Regions from separate parts of the Mus musculus genome. Here region 1 is linked to region 2. A link is a contact called in public Hi-C data. All regions are on one chromosome and are shown on one strand. The core of a region is the stretch at or near the end of the contact, and the rest is flanking DNA. Distances in the headings are between cores, read along the strand shown. Region 1 overlaps Gm7854 (predicted gene 7854). Region 2 has its middle 12 kb from the start of Gm43700.

The links. Hi-C and Micro-C count contacts between places; a contact is called where the count stands out from the background.
Region 1: a Hi-C map of liver shows a contact between it and region 2, with 4 times the contacts expected there. The contact joins two enhancer-like sites. A contact is called at or near these places in 1 of 39 promoter capture datasets (liver), 15 of 484 Hi-C or Micro-C datasets (the 3T3-L1 cell line, the HL-1 cell line, cerebellar granule neurons and 7 more) and 1 of 115 datasets of contacts at active chromatin or transcription factors (hepatocytes).

Annotation. Positions count from the first base shown.
Region 1 is chr5:43,216,951-43,221,045 of GRCm38.p6, reverse strand. All of the region lies in intron 1 of Gm7854 (predicted gene 7854), which reads left to right. Among named protein-coding and RNA genes, the nearest start is that of Gm46911, 8.1 kb to the right of the region's middle. Within about 2 kb of position 2,100, at least 51 of the 459 cell types and tissues checked have an H3K27ac peak or open chromatin away from gene starts, as enhancers often do. A contact at or near this core is called in hepatocytes and liver, where this site is marked.
Region 2 is chr5:43,049,011-43,052,738 of GRCm38.p6, reverse strand. No RefSeq gene overlaps it. Among named protein-coding and RNA genes, the nearest start is that of Gm43700, 12 kb to the right of the region's middle. Within about 2 kb of position 1,553, at least 31 of the 459 cell types and tissues checked have an H3K27ac peak or open chromatin away from gene starts, as enhancers often do. A contact at or near this core is called in hepatocytes and liver, where this site is marked.

The DNA of each region.
Region 1 (4,095 bases), core at 851-3,350, 170 kb before region 2:
GAAAAGACTAAGCCAAGAGTACCTAAGGGAGCTCCACATGGTGTTAAGGTTCATTCATAGCAATATTTAAGTTCTACAAGCATTTCTTCACTGTCTTCTTGCCTGGTACTCTGCTAGGCACCGATTGTACAAAAGTTAAGGAAGGGTGTATGTCTTAACTAGTTAGCTGTTGTTTTTGTCAACTTGTCACAAGCTAGGGTTTCCTGAGAGGAGGAGATTTTAATTAAGAAAGTACCTCAACTTATTGGCCTGTGGTGCATTTTCTTGATCAATGATTGATGCAGGGAGGGCCTACCCTACTCTGGGTGATGTCACTTCTGGGTATGTGATCCTCCCCAAGTTACTTTAATTATGGTGTTTATCCCATAGATAAAATTCCTAACACACACACAGTGTTTAAGAAATACACTTCAAAAATATCTTTAGTGAAGTAGAAGGAATATATTTTACTGAGGATAAATTATTTGAAATTACTACTATTTATTTTGATTTTGGTTTGCTTTGTTTTGATTTTTTTTGAGACTGTCTCTCTACTTAGCACTGACTGTCCTGAAACTCACTATGTAGATAGAGCAGGCTGTCGTCAAACTCAGCCTCTGCCTCCAGAGTGCTGGGATTAAAGGTGTGTGCCAGCTATTTGTTCATTTTGACCTAACCAAAAAAACTTATTCATATGGCTTTACCTAAGAAAATGTTAATACAGGTAAGAGACAGTGATTCTGGAGAGATTCATTAACCAATGAAAATGACTCAGAGCCAGCAGCCATTGAGCCCATTGGGGAAGGACAAGGAAAAGTGAGTAGGTAGATAGTGACAGATAAGGACCGGGTTAGTAACTGTATCAACTGGAGTGAGACTAGGGAGAAAGGCAAGGTGTAGGTGGACTTTGGAAAGAAACCTTAAGCTTTTCTGTATAGATATCTAAGAGATGTGGATGAGGGTAGAAAGGGGCCTGAGGCTTTTGGGGAAAGTTCTGTCAGATCAAAAAGACATAGTTGAGCAGGCAAGTTAGGCTGCTGGAGGTTTTCTGAGGCTGGGGTACTCTGAATGCATGCACACAGGCTGGGAAGTAGAGCAGAACGTTCCACACAGGCAAAGGACTACTTCTGAGGGATTAGTTGAAAGCCGTAGAGGTTAGAGAGAGAAGGTTCTCATATAGTATCCTCAGTGGTCCTTGTTGGATCACACACCAGATTTCAAGGAGGGTTGCTGAGGTTCTAGACTTCATGCTCAGTGCCACACAGGTATATCTCCACTCTGTCCTTCATCATGGCTCAAAGTGTGGGTGCTGTTGTTATCTGGATCCTGAACCTGCTCAAGGTCACAACTGAACCTAAATATAAGTGTATGTCATGGGATACCAAAGACTACCAGGCAACTATGTAATAAGTTTAATTCGATGGATGAGTCAGAGTGACTTCCACTTGGTACTCTGCAGCTTAGAATTACTTTTTTAAAGACATTGATGCCTTCCAAGTGACTTCATTAGCTGGAACAAGAGGCAACATTGATAACCATGTTTGGTTAATGACAGCTGGAATTAAGTGAACTCACATAAAGACACATGGTTTCAGCCTGGTCTACAGAGTGAGTTCCAGGACAGCCAGGGCTACACAGAGAAACCCTGTCTCGAAAAAAAAAAAAACAAAAAAAAAACAAAAAAAACAACAACAACAACAAAAAAAAGACACACAGTTTATATGTGGCCAATCCACCATCTTTGGAGTTACAGCTCAGTGACCCTGTGACAATTCAGTCTTGTCACTTCTGTTGTATCTTCTTTGGGCCATGGGCTGGGGGAGAAGCTCCTGAGCAGAGCTATGGAAAAGCTTTGGCCCAGCAAACACATTTCCTCAGTTCTTAGCTTTATGCTGGTAAGACTCTAAGTGCCCTGTCAAACTCACTTGTGAATTCTAACATGGTCTCTTTTATTAATAATCAAGAACACTCAAAATTCAGGCCCAACCTACATGGAAAAAAAATGATTGGGTTTTGTTTTTTTCTTTTTAATTGTACCTGTAAACAGAAGATAGTGTATTAACTGGTTATTCATTCATTCTTGCTGGGGACATAGCCTGGAATGCCTCTCTAGGCACAATGCCAGGGGTCAGTCTGCAGCTCGCAGGCCTCAGCCTGAAACCCTCTGTAGTTCATTTACTGGAGTGGATAAGCTGTGGCATCTTAATAGGGAAATGGAAATGAGAAAGACAGGTTCTGCACTTCTGTAGAAATTTAATCTAACCCACAACCACTCACAGGCTTTTCGTTGATAGGAGAGCCTCACGAAAGATTTTAAAAGGGACCAAAAATGAGATTGATAATAAGCCCTCCCCCACTTTGTGTTCACCTAATTCTTGTGTAGAAAAAAAAATCCTGTAAGTAGATCTAGCATTGGTTGAAACGTATGCATCTTAGGAAGGACTGTTTTGAAGATTTCTCAGACATTATGCAAGGTTGGCGTGTCTGCCAAGTTTCTCCATTGCTGATAGAGAGCATGAAGCCGCTGATACTGCAGAGGATTCAAGGAAGAGGAAGGTCCTGTTCTGTAAGTTTAGCTTTGTTTGTTCATGTAGAAGGAGAAATTATATACCCCGTGTGGCCAGTATACCTTGTCCTTTCCCGTCTAAGTAAGATAGGGCTGTTGGAACTAAGGCACTTTACTAATGCTGGAGTAAAAGAGGAAGGAGTAAAGAAAATTAAAGGAAAGTCAGCAAATTTTGCCAGCTGAGCTAACAATTTGTAGTAATGTAAAAGGTTGACTTCCTTTGTTCTGTCTTCAAGGCACTTAGCCCACTTTGCAAGTCACTGTGACTAATTCTGTGGCAGTCCTCACTTCACAGAGGCAATTGGGGATGGGGGAGTGGACTTAGAGCTCACAAAGGGTCCTCAGAGCTCCAACCCTCACTCCCTAGTGCTAGAACCCCAAACTGGTAAGGCGTTGTGTGATGGCTATTCCCAGTTGTCAACTTGACTATATATGGAATGAACTACAATCCAGAAATGAAGGGCACACCCGCGACCCAGATCTTGAGCCTGGAAGACATGTGCTTTTACTGGGATGATCCGTGCTTTTGATCCAGATCTTGAGGTACAGTGGCCCTGAAAAGCTTTGGCTCAGGCAAGGTGATCCACGCCTTTAACCCCAGGACACAGAGACAAGCAGATCCCCCAAGTCAATGAAGTTAAATTAGTCAACTCCATAAAGGACTCTGATGATGAAATAAATATTTACAATAAAGTTCCTGAAATATATAGTTCGGTAACCGAGCTCTTGCCTACTAGCAAGTGCAAGCTGTGACTTTGACCCCAGCACGGTGAAAAGAAAAGTAAATAAACAAAACAGAGGTCCCTGGGCAGAGGTCAGGGGATAGATAAGTAGGTAGGTACAAACAAAAGACTGACTTAATTCCAGCCTCCGGGGGTGGGGGAGGGGGAGCAAACAGGAGGGTGTGGTGGGACAGAAAGGAGAACAGCTTGAATGGAACTCAGGTATGAGGAAGGTCATTCAAGCAGGCTGGAGATGAGGAAGGTGTGCCAGAAAAGAGAGGGATTCATCCCTGAAGATCCACCTCCAGGAAAAACAATTCAACATAGCATCTCATTTCTTTGTGCTCATCATAATTTTAAAATTTCCTTCAACCTGTTATACAGCACCTGAGACTGAGGTTTTCACAAATACTATATACCTTTCCTGATGTAACTCATACTCTCTTATACCGCATCCTGGAAAAATCAGCATGCAATCTTAGGCTACAAGAGATAGATACATTGTTGAAAGTTTGTTGACTACTTGTTTAATTGGCATCACATTATACGTATATAATTTACAATATACAAATACGATATGCCTACATATTATTACATGTACTACTTATTATGGGTTAGCACTAGTTGCTGGTTATGCAATAGAATCCCACTGGATGCTTATCAAGTTTGTTATCAAGCCCACTTTAAGAAATTTTAATTTAGGTTATTTGGGTGGAGCTTGAACATCAGTTTTTCAAAAGCTGCATAGAAGATTATAATATTTATTGAGCCTGAGAAACACACATACACACACATAATGAAAGACCCCCCAGGTGGGCAGTCAATCAA
Region 2 (3,728 bases), core at 304-2,803:
TTGCTTGTCAAGCCCTGAAACACCTAGACTCAGCAAAGCCTCAGGGTTTACTAGCAGAGAGGTCTTTGTTGTTATGTGATCTGCAAGTGGATAGTCATTGCTTTGGTTTTTTGCTCCCATCAATAAACTTGTTCCTCTGTCTCTCAAAGTTTGACATTTCTAGACAGCCAAGAGCATGGATGCATTCACTCCTGCCCTCTGCCTTCATCTGGGCCATGCCTTCCTACTACTGTCTCTCCCTTAGCCTCCAACTCAATGAAGCCTACACTCAAGGGTTAGACCCAACTCCCAGCGTTTTGGGAATACAACAAGTGAAGTGTCTTTGGGTCACATCTAGACACTTCTATGTGACAGAAAAGTAGTGACATTGTTTCTACAAATTTTTAAATGAAAACCAGAATCAATACTCATGGGGTTGTTACTATTCATGCTGAGATGAATAAATGGGAGGAAATATGTAAAGCAACGAAAAGGACCTCCAATGTAGGAACTGGGCCATTCAAAACATTTCTCTGCCACTAGAGTGAGAGTAAACACTGTATGCTGTGGTGGCATATGCTTTCATAGTTCTATTAGATAAAATGCACAACCCAAATGGTATCATTGTATTTGATGTGTTCCAAACAAACTTTTGTTTTTGATGTTTTAAGGTTTCAGTATATAGCCCACAATATATGACCACTCTTGCCTTTGCCTCCTGAAATGTGGGGACTAGAAGTGTGTGCATCATGCCTGGCACCAATAAAAGTATTTATAAACTGGCCTAGATTTGCTTCCATCACTCCATCACTAGGCTCTTGGGTCCTAGTAGCAGGTTATAACTTGGCTTGCCCTTTGTATTTCTCTGTTGACAAGTATGAATGAGGCTATCTTTCTGCCAGCTCTCACTTGTCTTCCTTTTCCTTCTGCAGATACATACTCATACAGACATCTCTTCTCCCCAGGCCCCAGGGTACTAAAGAAAGGACACAGGAGAGATGCTCAAAGCATTTGATGGAATGAAATCATAGAGGTTTCACTATTTTCCAGACCCAAGTGCCTCAGTTGCAGTGGTAATGGCCGTGACACCAAAGAAAAAGATCCTGGTACCCAGGACCAAGGGGTGTGCTCCTGCTGCCCGAAGAAGAGGTGTACCTTGCAATAAAAATGCAAAGACTGGCCCATAGGTAGCTGTCAGCAGCAGGGTTGATGGGTAGCTCTGAAGAATTTCATCATGCCAACTGCACTGTGGTCTCCACTGACAGCGAGGAGACTCATCTTTTCCTGTCTTTTGCAGAAGCCAGTGTTTGAGACCCTGGGCAGCCGCTCATTTCAGAGACCACAGCTTGATAAAAGATGGACAGAAAGGGAACCAAAAGCAAAGAGGATAGTGCTGGCCGCATGTGTGTGCCAACTCCGAAATCGAAGTGACCTGCTGGGCTCCTGCTTTCCTATCAGATTTGCTGCCACCCTTTGGATTTAGAATGGGAACTGGACTCTTAGATGTTGCTAGCTGGAATGGCAGTGATGCGGTGACCTGCCTGGCAGTTATTTTGCTGATCTCAATGTCCTGGCCAGAGGGCAAGATAAAAAAAAATCAAGCTTTCTTCTCTTAATCTACTGTGTTGCACCAACTGGTCTTAGCAGTCTGTTGCCTGCCAGGATTGAAGTCCTCTCAGCTAGTTTCAAAAGCTCAGGGAAGGGCCCAGAAAGACCAGGCGAGTCATCTGGTCACACCACAGGGTACTGGAACATAGCCAAAGACCCAGGAACACCAGAGATGAATGTGGGTGAAGGGAAAAACAAAAAACAAAAAACAAAAAACAAAAAAAAACAACAACAACAACAAAAAAACAAAAAACAAAAAACAAAACCCTGGAGTTCTTGGCAGGGGAAGGGAGCTGGATTTTAATCTTAGACCTCTATGGTTGAAATACAGGACTCACTCTATAAACGAAAGATTCTCTCTCACCTTCTCTCTCTCTCTCTCTCTCTCTCTCTCTCTCTCTCTCTCTCACACACACACACACACACACACACACACACACACACACACACACACACACACAGACAAACAGATATAGACACCCTCCCCACAACCTTCCCACACACACCCACCACTGGAAGATTCCTGCATGGGTATCCCTTGTTCTGAAAATTTCATACATTGAGAACTAAAACCTCACTAATATCTTTTAATGCTATTTAAGAAGAGAGGGCACTTGGAAGTGACTGGCTCAAGTGTTATGTTCTGAGTGACATGGACTCGTGTTATTATAGGGATAGCTTTGTTATAATATAAGACTCTGACATTACCTTGCCATGCAGTGCCTGCAATAGGTTACGACACAACAAAGCTTGATCAGGTTTCAGTGTCCCTACATCTTAAAATACATGAAATAAATGAAACCTCCATTCTCTAGCCTGGAATACTCATTCTTTGCATCAGGAAATGATATATTCACACTTGTAAAGTAAGGATAATGTCACCACTCCCTCTAGTTCTCTAAAAGTGATGTGGCATCATGAATTGAAAGCTCCAATCCTCAGAAAAGGCTGATTTTTTTTTTTTGCATGTGTGTGTGTGTGTCCCTTTATTGTAGCCTCATTACACAGTACAGACAGAACCAATTATCAAGACTCCTGCAGTGTAGACCTAACTCTTCCAGCCTTAGCTCTACGACCTCATGCTGGGAACTGCTTCCCCAGGGTGTCCTTACCTTAACATCAAGAGGGGAGACCAGATTCACTCTTTCTGCTCTACTATCCCAGGCTCCCCACAGGGTAGAAAAGACTTGCCACAAACCACAGTCTTGTAGAGATTTGCCTTTACTACCCCAGCTTTAGAAAGTAGAGGTCACAAGTAGATACATTAGAGAAACATGGCAAAGTCTGGGCTCACTTTACCACTCATTAAGTTTTATTGCAAAGTAGTAAAAGAATCCTTCCAACTTTGTAGCCCCTATCCCTATCACCATCATTACCACAGTAGCGGTAGTAAATATTCATTAACTGCTTCTCAAACTGTTTCATTTGACCCCTACAAACAACTCACAAAGCAGATACCATTATTAACACCACACAACAGATGAGGAAATAGGACACAGAGCAGGGATCCTCGCCAGGGTTATGTAAGCTTTGATCATGGTGGCTTGACTTACCAGTTAGACTTGTGGCCATGCACTTACTTGGCAAATGATGTCAACAGATCAAGCCACAGGCTATAGAACATTGGGTAGAGAACTTGGGTGAGTGTCTGTCCAGAGAGCAGGCACGCAGTGTTCATCTGGTGCCCATCCCTGGCCCACTGAAGGCCAACACCAAATTGCACAACTTTTCTAGGCCATGAAGTCCTAGGTTGGCTGGGACATGAGAGGGTCATGCAAGAGAGTTCCATCTATAGTCAGGCTTAGTTGGGTCAGGGTGCCTCATGGATGAATGCTAGTACCATGTAGCCAAGGAAATGCATTGGCTGTACTTGGTGGTGCTAGAGAATGAAGGGGAAGGCTATGGTCAATAAGAGACATGGAGTAGTTTATGTTCAAGGAGAGATGGAAAACAGAAAATTTGGTTGGCTGGTAGAACCTTTATAATGCTTGGTTTGGTATTAAAAGAAAAACTTCATTTGCAGATACCATGAGTCCTTGACTATGCCATTCATTCAGATTGATCAGAAAGGCCCAAAGTCATCCTCTCTGGAGAACTTTGGAAAAAGAAAAATAAGACAGAGTTGCTTGTGATTGTCTAAG